Linked DNA regions of Mus musculus: region 2 is linked to region 1. The links are chromatin contacts, called in public HiChIP or PLAC-seq maps. All regions are on one chromosome and are shown on one strand. The core of a region is the stretch at or near the end of the contact, and the rest is flanking DNA. Distances in the headings are between cores, read along the strand shown.

Region 1 (5,692 bases), core at 2,055-4,554:
ACTCATGAGTGGCCACCTCAGGGACACATGCAAGTGTTTTGTTTGTGTCCACTGGATTCGTCATTGCTATTATTCTACCTTCCCATCTGTTTCTGACCTTGTTGGAGCCTGGGCCTCCTTGTTGGAGACTGTGTATATGAATCACATGAGGTCTTTGTGGTCCTCACTCATCAGGGACTGGGGAGGGGCCTGAGGGTCTATGGCTTTCAGAAATTTCTAGCAATGTGAGTACTGTTTCTGTGGGCCTCACTTTGGGTGACAGGTTTGACTGTCAGATGTTTGTCAGTGCCCAGACTACTTAGAGCATCCTCTGGGGCCATCCTCCAAGTTGGGATGGATGAGAGCTATATGTGGTAGGCTTGGTAAGTCCAGTGGCAAAAGCTGCAAATGTTCATCAGAGATGAGGAGCCTCTCAGGGGCGTCTTCCTGGCCGTGAGTCTGTCCTTGAACTCCCAGTATCAGGACCGATACTATGATTATGATGGCCTCATCAATACGGGGCTTGCTATTAGATGCGACTGGAAGCTGTTTGAGACTGGGGTCGTGTCTTATGCTGCCTTTCCCCACAGAGCTCCTCAGTTAGTGCTGGGCATGTAAAGGTGCCCATGGGATTTCACATGCCTGGACCCCAGTCATGGAGAATGGTGGGATACAGAGTGAGAACACGGACTTTGGGATCGGGTGGAGTCACGGACTTCAGCACTGCTGGGTGTTATTGTCAAGCTCCTAAGGTCTCTATGCATCTCACCTAGAATGATTGATGATAATGGCAATGCCTGTTGATGGGTGTGTCCCCTCAAAATCCATGTTGATATCCTAACCTTAAAGTGGAGGTACTGGGTGGTGAGGGCTTTAGGGGTTATGGTCATGTCACCAGTATGGAATCTGGTCACCCAAAGGACTGGTGTCCTTAAGAAAGACACCTTTCAAAGCTTGCTTAATCCCTTTACCATGTGAACATTTGCGTAGAAGGCAGCCAGCTACCTGCAAGCGGAAGAGGTGTTTGCCAGACCCTTAACATGCCGGCACTTCTGCTGCCAGTCTGTGGCACCTTGCTACAGTAGTTCCCATGAAGGCCCCCATGCCATGCTTGTATAAGGGCTGAGATAATGGGTGAGGAGCCAGCCCAAAGCATGCACCTGAATGATTTCTCCTTCCCTCCCCTCCCTCTCTCCCCTCCACCTCCCACATCTTAAGCAAAAGCAGGCCATTGTTGGAATGTAAGACCACTCAAAGCTCCACAGTGAGAGCTCTTAGGGCCTTGCTATGCTGGTTGGTCCTATATCCTGGTTAGCTCAAGCTGTGCAAAATGATGGTGTTGATGTTGTTCCAGTTGTCCCCTGTCACTCCCTCCCCTTGCACCCTCCCACCTGTCCTCTTGTTTTTTTTTTTTTTTTTTTACCTGAATAACACTCAGGTTATAGGACTCAGTGTGTCCTGGCCTTGGGGTGGAGGAGCATCCCTGAGCTGAGATATAGTTCTGAGGTGGCTGCAAAGCTTCCTACCCCAGGCCCACACCCAAGATGCCTCTGCATTTGGCAGGAGTCAGCCTTCTGGAGAGGCTGATCACCCAGGCACACCCCTCCTGTGTGGGATCAGACTTCTCCAAGGCCCCTAGGCACACCCCTCCTGTGTGCTGACCCTGGAGTGGGGGTGGGGTCAGAGTATGCCATCAACTGCCAAGGTTGCCTCCATGGGATTTGGTGATAGTTCTGTTGGTGATGGTGCCTGTTGCTGCACCCCGTTTCCTTTTCACCCCAGCTATGCTGTGAACTGAATGCCTACTTTCTCGTTACTCTTCCACAGTCACGATCAGATGTGGCACCTTGGCCATCAGACCCTAAATCCATTTCCTTTTTTTGGGTGGGAGCTACCCCCCCCCCCCAGGGCCAGCAGTGTAATGGGGGAAGATTAGAGTCAAACGAGAGTGCAGTATTTTCAGAGCCGATGACGTCAGCGTCTCCTCAGCTTTGAGTTTCATTTAGAATGAAGTGCCATCAGCCAGGTAATTATCATGATCACATATTTAAAGTACTTAAATATTTGAAGCCATGTCAAGCATTTACCACTCTCTAAATCAGACATACCGGCTAGACTGTGACCAGGCCTCATGAGACGTCTAGCCTTTAGGGACCCGAGCCTTTCTGCAGTGGGAGGAGAGAGACAGGCTCCTGCTTGAGGGAGGCTCCTTGCAGACACTGTCTTCTTCCAGGTGTGTGGTACCCTGCAGGACATGTGAGCATGTGTGTGCTTCTGTGCATGGCCCTTAGCTCGATGGCTTAGATGCTTCAAGTATGTGACTGTCCTTTGCGAGGCTTCGGCGCCTGCCACCAGTGGTGTTCAGTTAGGGGGCCTAGAAGCTCTTAACTATTACTGCTATTAATAAAGATAAATTCTGACATTAAAACTGCACCGATTTGTCCCTTCTAAGGAAAGAGGGAAATGAAAGTGATATATGGCCAAGGTGAGGAAGGCTGTGTGCCGCTGTCAGCACGAGCAGGGAAGGGGCCGAGAGGCTGTTTCTCTCCATGCTGCCACTGTGGCTGTTGGCTGGGAGGAAGTGGTTGTGGGCAGGAGAGCATGTCTGGGTACGGAGGGGCTTTGAAAGAGCACTTGCCAGGGTGTCTGAAAGGTCACACTGCCTACCTCTTTTGCTTTTGCTAATGGAAGATCTGTGAGCATGGGGGTGTCAGGGTGGGGCAGTGCATTTGGTCTGCTATGCAGAAGCTGGAGGTAGCTTTCTGTCCCTTTGAGAAAACAGTCAAGGAAAGCAACTTGAAGGTGCTATTTCTGCTCGAGGTTCAGGGTCATGGCTTCATGGATGCTGACTGGCTGTTGCTCTGGGGCCTGTTGGGAGGCAGAACGTCATGGAGGAGAGCGAGCAGGGGAGTAAAGAGAGATGATGTCCTCATGACAGTGGGGAGCCTGAGGAGCTAGGGCCCCAAGAGCCCCTTCCTGAGCACCATCAAGGAAGTTTTTCTTGGAGAGACACCAACGTGTGCCGTTTTACTTCAGAGAAAACACTGAGCTTGGAGAGAAAGGATCTCGCCTCAGTCTAGTTCAGTGAACTGGCGAGTTTTCTGGGATTATTTCCAGGACCATGGGTGGGCCAAAGACAGCCGGGTCACTGAAAAGTCTTCTTCAGCATGGGTGACACCTCCACAAAAGCTGTACCCTGAAAGCCCCCTTCCCAATCTTCAGACAGCTCTGCCTGTCAGTCCTCTTTCCAGCAGTTGTTACCGTGGGCCTCTGAACCATGGACATTGCCAGAGCTTCCTGGCCCTCGTGAGTTTCCAGTTTCCTGAGTCTTAGGAGGCTTCCTCTTTTCTTCAGTTCGGAGGAAATGGCTGTAGAACAGGCGGGCAACAAAGACCTAAGTTCCCCCCACTAGACTCCACTTCCCCTCCTGGATGCTCTATCACTACACAAGAGCACTGCTGGATGGCGAGCAAGGCCGTGGTATGAGGACTTTTGTGGGGGACAGTGAAGATCTATGTCATAACAGTGAGAAAATATGCATTTGCACCTTGGCCCCTCCTTAAGCTGTGGAGATAGTTGGTGTACCCCTCTGAACTTCATCTCTGAAGTGAGCCCCCACTGCTATGTGTGTGTGCATGTGTGTGATGTTGTGTGTGTGTGTGTGAGAGAGAGAGAGAGACAGAGAGAGAGAGAGACAGAGAGAGAGAGAGAGAGAGAGAGAGAGAGAGAGAGAGAGAGAGAGAGAGAGAGAGAGAGAGAGAGAGAGAGAGAGAAGAGCTAGGCATTTCCGGACATGTTGTCAGCCACTTAATAAATGGTAGGAGGGGACACTGGTATCTTGCATTTCATAGCACCTTCTATTGCTAGCCATTAAAAGTGGCAGCCAGTACATTTGGTATGACATGCCAGGGTTTGACCCAAGGCTCCCCAGCTTGTAGTAGGTAGAGCTGGAATTCCAACTCAGCTCTCTCTACTCCAGAGCCTCTCCTTTCTGCTATGTCTAGTGCTTCTCAATGGGTGGAGGCAGAAATGGCCTGTGCTCCCTTCGGGTCCCATGTTGGGGAGACCCTGCATGTTCTGTCTGCAGGGCATGGCCCTAGCCTTTCTTGAAAGAACATCCAGATCTATGTGGTTCTCCTATCAGTTTCCCTCTCCAGGATGTTGCTGAGAGAGACCCTGCTCCTTTGGGGACGTACTTAGAGTGAATTTTAGGATACTTGGTGCTATGAGTAGAAGCTAGAAATCTTCTGATAGGGGTTTTGGGGACCAAAGAAGCCGGAGTGGAATTTGGCTACAGATACCCACGGCACTGTCTCTGAGGAGACCCTGGCAGACTGGTGGGAACTTCAGGGAACCTCATCTTTCTCTCCTCTCTGCTGATCTCTGCCTAGCACAAGCACAAGCTTTCAAACCAAGAGGTGATCTTCCAGCCTCTGAGAGGTGGCCAGCTTGAACAACCTTCTATGTCCTGCTGGATGGAAGCAGGCTGCCAACACCCACGCCTCACTCCAGCCAAGCTCTGCTTTGATGGAGGGGAGTGAGGAGAATGGTAACCAGGGATGTCAGGGACTTGAGCATCCATGGTCTCTTTTCCTGCTTCTTTATCCCATTCCAAGACAAGGAAGATATGTGGGTACCAGAGAGTGGGCCAGCTGTGGCTCAGACATCTTTTCTTCCTCTGTCTCTATAGGCTCTAGTGGGTGACTTGGCTATGGAGTCTGCACCAGCCTGTTGCAGTTGCTCAGATGAGAAGGGGGCTCACAGGGACTGCCCTTTAAATACCATAAGCTAGCCAGGGTGTACTAAGTCAGCTGTGTCAATTGATAGGCAGAGGTCAGAGGTCTCTTCCCTGGTGATGGAACTGGAGATATCTTGCCAAACCTCTGTCCTCTGCTCTCCTCTCCACTAATACATTTTAATGTTTATGTCATCTGTTGGGGTTCACCCCAAAGCCTGCCTTCCTGTCTCAAAAGCCACACTCTCAGAGGTTCCAGCTGAGATAGCACTGTCCATTCTCTTGGGAGGGAGGCAGCTGGTGGTGTAAAATTCGATCTTCATGGCCTCAGGTGAGTCCTGTGGGGATAGGGCTGTGTCTCTCCACTCTCCTACCTGCTCACGTTGTCTTGTGGTTATGACTTTTAAGTCATTAATTCTGCTTTATTAAAAAGGGAACTACCTCAGGGAAGGGAAATCTTGTTGAATTAGTCATGGACAGTTTAGTATAAATTAATAAAGTTGATGTTTTCCTGTTAGCTTTAGTGTGTGAGAGAGTATGATGAGGGATTAGGAAGGGTCCCAGATACAGGGTGAAGATGGAGAGAGACAGTGAAGGGCAGGAGCTAAGGGAATCCAGGACAAGCCTGACCCAGATTTGCCAGGTTATCGCTGGTCTTCAAAATTGTTTTGTTGTAAGATTTTCTAAAAAAGATTCTAGAAAGAAAATATGTATGTATGTATGTATGTATGTATGCATGTGTGTGTATGTATATGTATATATATGTATGTGTGTGTGTGTGTGTGTGTGTGTGTGTGTGTGTGTGATGTGTGTGTGGTGTAAGCGATAACATACAACTTAAAATTTTTACAAGGTAAACACACCTTGTATCTAATGTCCAGATTTATAAACAGCACCTATTTGCCCTGCTCCGATCTTCAACCAATCACTATAAAGCCCACGGCACCCATTGCTCTGACCTCTGATGCTGCAGACAGG
Region 2 (5,384 bases), core at 2,496-4,995, 110 kb before region 1:
ACATCATTCTTGGAGGGGGTGGGCAAGACAAGGGCCCAGTCTGAGACAGGAGAACCCACCATCTCCTACTGAGGACAAAATATTCTGCTTCGTGGCTATAACTACTGAGGCAAAATACAAAGAGGGGAGAAGCTAAAATATAAATATGGGAGAACAAGTTCACAGGCTATTAGAGCAGACACGAAACAAATAAGTAAGCATAAACCCAAACGAGTACAAGAGAAGACCGCATGAAAAATTAGTTCTGCCGGGAAGGGATTAGATAGCAAGGTCGGAGAAGCTTCTGGAAGGGATGATTCTTAAAAGATTTGAATGGTAAAAAATGTACTCGTGGGGATGGAGAGATGGTAACTGCACATGTGCACACCAACATGGGCATGTGCACACACGTGCACACACACACACACACACACACACACACACACATACACACACATACACACACACACACACACACACACACACACACACACACACACACACTGTCCCATGTACTTGTGTATCTGTGTGGAAAATTTCAGGCAGAATTCAACATTCTAAGGTTCAGTGGCATAAAATTGGGTGAGCAGAGAAGTCAGGGGCTTTGTGATTTTGTTTTGGGATAGGGATTCATGGAGCATAGAACTTGGACTCCCACTTGACTTTGAATCTCTCTTCTTTTCCCCTACTTACCAAGTGGGATTACAGGCCCGGGCTGCTATATGCACTTTATGAGGATTGAGAGAATCATTCTGACAATAGAGTGGATTTCCCAGCCTCCAAGAGCTTTGGTACCGATGAAGTATGCTATGGGGAGAGGTGGAAGATGGAGTAGCAGCAACCTTTGACCTGTACTGAGGTAGGTTGGACCCAGTTTTACCTTATGGGTTCCATTAGGTCAGTAGAAAGCCAGGTAGCTTGTGTTTCCGACATCCATCTGACAGTTGATTGAGGAAAGACTTAAGGGAGCTAGCCCTTCAAACCTGGAGCCAGTTGGAAATGATTGGAACAGTCCCCAAGAGAGGATAGCAGGTCATGTGTGGACAAGCTATTTGGTCGCTGGGGGTCTCAGTTGGTCCCAATTTTTGCAGGCAGGTCATCATCACCTTGTATTGAGCTTTCACGGGTGCTTCTGGGATAGATACATTAGGTGTAACTCAGAGCAAGCACTTCTCTTTGTGCTGTACCTGAGGCCAATACAAAGAGAGAAGAGCTAAAAATAAACACTGGAGAACAAGCTTATACAGGCACCAACAACCGAAGAACTTGGATCCACCAGCTAATCAGGATGGCCAGGTACACAGAGTTCTGTCTGTCTAGCCCAGCATGGGAGCTGGCAGTGAGTGATGCTTCAGGCAAGAGGGCTTCGTTTTCCATCTCCTCTGCTTTTACCATTCAAGATGTGAGGCAGCTCTTGTTGTCTGATCTCTCCCTACTCTCCAGAGGCGATCTGGACTGAGCTTCCTGCTTCTAGAAGTTACCTGGTATGGGGTTGAATTTGGACAAGTGGTACTGGCTACGGAGGAATAGAGAGAGAGTCCAAGCATTGGATATCTCATGTCCACAGCTATGTGGATGGGGATGGGGAGAAAGGGCAGTGGCTAGGGCATCGCTAAGTAAGGATGAAGGTGGGCTTTTCCGGCACTGGTTTGCAAGGTCTCTTTGCTTCCATGGGCAGAGACTTAAAGAAGACAATCTACCCTCACAGGAAGTGAAGAGACGGGAGTTTTCACAAGGCCGCAGGTTACCAGCAGGTTACAGGTTACTAGTCTTAAAACCAACCCCTCACACCTCCCTTGGCTCATAGAATGAGCTTCCAAGGCCAACGAATACGAAGAAACGTTTTTCATATTGAATTATCTTCCTGTCCTAACTCTTAAACCTCTATGGGCGTGCTGTTGTTGAATTCTTCCAGTAGACTAAGAACCATGCATGTCACTCTGAAGTCACCAGGGACTGTGAAATAACTTATCCTGCTCACAGGGATGCCCCTCACTGCTGTCAGCCCAGAGCAGGTTCTGCATACACTACCGATACCGTCCTCTCACTCACGCTAACAGGTTCTAGCATTCCAAGGCAGGGAAAGGCGCTGCAGTCACCTCAGGATAGGATAGGAGTGTCCCACAGATCACCTTCAACTCATTCAGAAGGCAGGGTAAGGTCCACCTTGCCAAGTTGATGTGAAAGCCTTTGGGAATGGCACTTGAATAAATGGTGTAGTCTTGACACAGGATAAATGTTAAAAAAAAAAAAAACTGGACTGAAGAAATGGAATCCTATCCAATATGGAAACCTTTGACCTGTGCTGAGGCAGGTTGGATTCAACTTAACCTCATGGATTGGTTTTATTAGGTCAGTAGAAAGTCAGGTAGCTTGTGTTCCTGACATCCGTCTGACAGTTGATTGAGGAAAGACCGAAGGGACTGGAGCTATCCAGAGTGGCCGGTCCTGTGCCAACAGAGCACTCATAAAGTCCAGTCTGGGAGAGGAGGTGGGAGAGAGAACAGGCTCTTACAACCACAATCGCCACCCCCCCCAGCCCCCCAAGCAGGTAACTCAGCTCTGCTGCCCTCCCGGCATGATATAGGGAGTGTCAACAAATATCCTGTAGTCCGTGTATATTGTCCTCCCAGGCCCTAGAACCAACCAAGAATGCCTAGAACAGCCCCTTCGTGGAGACTTTAGGGTAAGCAGGTGGTTAGGTGTGAAGGAAGAGTGGGAGACGATTGGGAGGCTGGCTTAGATGCTTTCCGGGTTTGTCTACGGCTAAGACTCTGGGTTTGAAATGAGGAACTAATCGGTTTGAGGAAGTCACTTGACCCCCTGAGGCCTCCTGCTCCTCTGCCCTCTCCTTTTCTAGCCCCCCACCCACCCACCCCAAGGCTGCTATGATGTGGCCAAATGATCCCTCAAACCAAGTAGCTTGGTTCTCTCTTGGTCCAGCCCCCAGCTCCTGGTGAAGGCTAGGTCTTTCACCTTTCCTAGGCCGAGGTTTCCTTATGTGTAGCATAAAGTGACAACTTCTCCCAGGAGGTCTGTGTGCACAAACCAGTAGACTTCCAAACGTGAGCTGTGGTTCTTCGGCCTCCTGAAACATTGTGGTCTATCTGGCCTTGCTAAAGCAAAGCTTCACCCAGCTCCGCGCCACCACCGAGGAGGCCGCAGTCTCTACGCCTCGTCCCCTAGGTCTGGCCCCTAAAACGCCACCAGGAGTCGCCCTTCGCCCACCGAAGCAGGCCAAGCTAATAACTCCTGCGGACCAGGGCGGGCTGCCCCTTGGCGCTGGATGGTGAAGTGTACCCCAGCTCCTCACTTGGGGGTCAGTCCTCTGCAGCGCCCACCCGGAGCCCCCCCATCCCCGGCCCGCCGTCTCCCGATCGTCCGGATCAGGGAAGCTGCAAGTTTGGCTCTGTCTGTTCCGGCCTCCCCGCCTCGCCGCTCGGCTACCTAGGTCCGGGTCCCCAGCTAAAGACCCCGCCGGCGAGCGGAGACTCCGGCGGCCGCGGCCCGGAAGGGACGCCCCCTCCCCGGCCGGCCGCGTGCGGGACCGCCGCAGTTCCCTCACTGCCCGCCGGGCGGCGCCTCAGCGCCTTTCCGCGCGCCTCCCGCGCTGCCCGCTCCCGGCTCGCTCGCAGCCGGACACAGACTCTGCCTTCGGCTGCTGGCGGATCGAGCTGGAGCCGCCGCCGCCGCCGCTGCGGAAGAAAAAAAAAAAAAGAAAAAAAAAAAAAAAAGGGAAAACAACAGCCGGGCCGCCGGCCGAGCAACGTCGGGTCCCCAGCTTGGCGCCCGGAGTGCGGAGCCGCCCAGGTAAGGGCAGCAGCCCCCGCGCCGCCCCCGACCGGCGCCCTACGCTGTCTCCCCGCGCCCCCCGGGGCTGCGCCGCACCCCGACTTCTGACGTCTCCGCCGCTAGCTCCCTCCGGGCCGCGGCCCGCACCCTGCCTGGCCCCGCTCCCGCCTCCAGCTGCCCAGTCCCCTGCACTCTGATGCCTGCGACCCCGGATTCTCCGCTGAGCCCCCGCCACCTTGCCCCGTACTTCCCCTAGTCTCCATCCCTGCCTGCTTCCCCCTGCGCCTCCTCTCCTCCGCTCCGATCCTCCTTCTGTGATCCTCCCTCTTCCCAGTCCAACTCCCAGCCCAGCCTCTGCCCCCTGCAGGGATGACGGCCCCTTCCCGACACTGGCGATTCTACCCCGCCTCGTCACCCTCGGCTTCTCCTACGGGCCGCTCTTGCCCGCCACAGTCTTCCATCAGACCAGCCCGGCTTCTGAGCCCCCTTCTCCCTTCCCTCTTTGCCATCTGTCTTGACCACCCCTGCTCGGGCCCTGGACTCCGGCCACCACCACACCCCCAACCCTGCACGCCGTCTTGCTTTGGGCCAAGCCAGCGTCCTATCAGAAATGACCCTCCTTCTTGCGACTAATGGGCCTCTTAGCCATCCCACCCTAGTTCACCCGAGTGGGAAGTAAGGGAAAAACTCTGGAGACCTGCATTGGGCGCTGGAGGGGGAAGGGGATCAGTGGAGGGGGAGGGGAGCTAAGGAGATGTTCTTTAGTGAGGACCGGGCAGAGCCGGAGTGGTTCCGACCCAGCTTGGGGTGGAAGGCGCCCTGGTGACGGCTGGGACAGGGGGTTTGTCCAAGGCGCCAAGAGCACCTGTGCCTCCCTCCCTGGGCTCCCTGGAGCTGAGGAAAGTGAGGGAGGAGGTGGAGCCTGGGGAGAGTTGGCCCAGGGCTTTGGGGTTGGGGGAGGCGCGACCAAAGGGATAGACAAGGCACGCGGGCCAGGTTGCCTGGCTGTAGCCAGGCTATGCAGGCTGAGCTGGTCCCCTCTTGGACCTTGGGCTGTGTGGTTCTTGGCATCTGTACTTGATGCTGCCATCTTCCTCTTGGTGCTGTTGTCTGGTGATGCCACGCGGTGCCACCTCCCTGCCTCCCTCCAGTGGCTCTTCTGGGCATGTCTCCCAGGGGCCTGGGCTGTCTGGAAAGAGGAGGGGAACTCTGGCTGGGCCTGGCCACTGTGCCTGACAAGTAGGTATCTCTTGAGACCAGGGCAGGAGGGCTGAGGGTTGGCCAAGAGGATCTGAGCCCTGCCAGGGACAAAGAGAACTATCTTCTTTTTGGCTCCAGTGGGTCGTCTGGTGGTAGTGTCCCTTTTGGGAGCACCTGGAAAAGCTAGCCTTGTAGTCCCTGGGTCAGAGCTGCAGGGGTGTGGCTTGAGAGGGAGCAATCCTGTCTTGCTTTGATCCTGGAGTGTCCTAGTGGTGGCAAGGGGCTGGAGAGGTCGGCTGAGTTCCAGCTCTGCCAGGGAAGGAAGCCCCTGGAATTCCGCCGGGCCTCTTCAGGCTGGCTTTCTTTGCGGAGGCCGTGGCTCATGCTTCATCGTTAATCAGGTTTATTATTTT

What was found. HiChIP or PLAC-seq counts read pairs in DNA pulled down with a chosen protein or histone mark.
Region 2: a contact with region 1 is called in an H3K4me3 HiChIP or PLAC-seq map of microglia, with 4 times the contacts expected there. The contact joins the promoter of Grik4 here to the enhancer-like site in region 1. A contact is called at or near these places in 5 of 39 promoter capture datasets (the 3T3-L1 cell line, cranial neural crest, frontonasal cranial neural crest and 2 more), 4 of 484 Hi-C or Micro-C datasets (cerebral cortex, differentiating spermatogonia and embryonic stem cells), 6 of 115 datasets of contacts at active chromatin or transcription factors (bone marrow-derived macrophages, craniofacial prominence, embryonic stem cells and 2 more) and 3 of 9 other capture datasets (adipose tissue, embryonic stem cells and pancreatic islet).

The regions. Positions count from the first base shown.
Region 1 is chr9:42,835,368-42,841,059 of GRCm38.p6, reverse strand. All of the region lies in intron 1 of Grik4 (glutamate receptor, ionotropic, kainate 4), which reads left to right. Among named protein-coding and RNA genes, the nearest start is that of Grik4, 110 kb to the left of the region's middle. Within about 2 kb of position 3,304, at least 60 of the 459 cell types and tissues checked have an H3K27ac peak or open chromatin away from gene starts, as enhancers often do. A contact at or near this core is called in bone marrow-derived macrophages and microglia, where this site is marked.
Region 2 is chr9:42,942,732-42,948,115 of GRCm38.p6, reverse strand. It overlaps Grik4 (glutamate receptor, ionotropic, kainate 4), which reads left to right and starts at 3,745. Exons shown (of 21, transcript NM_175481.5): 1 at 3,745-3,789. It overlaps Gm36648 (a long non-coding RNA gene), which reads right to left and starts at 408. Exons shown (of 3, transcript XR_379315.3): 1 at 1-408.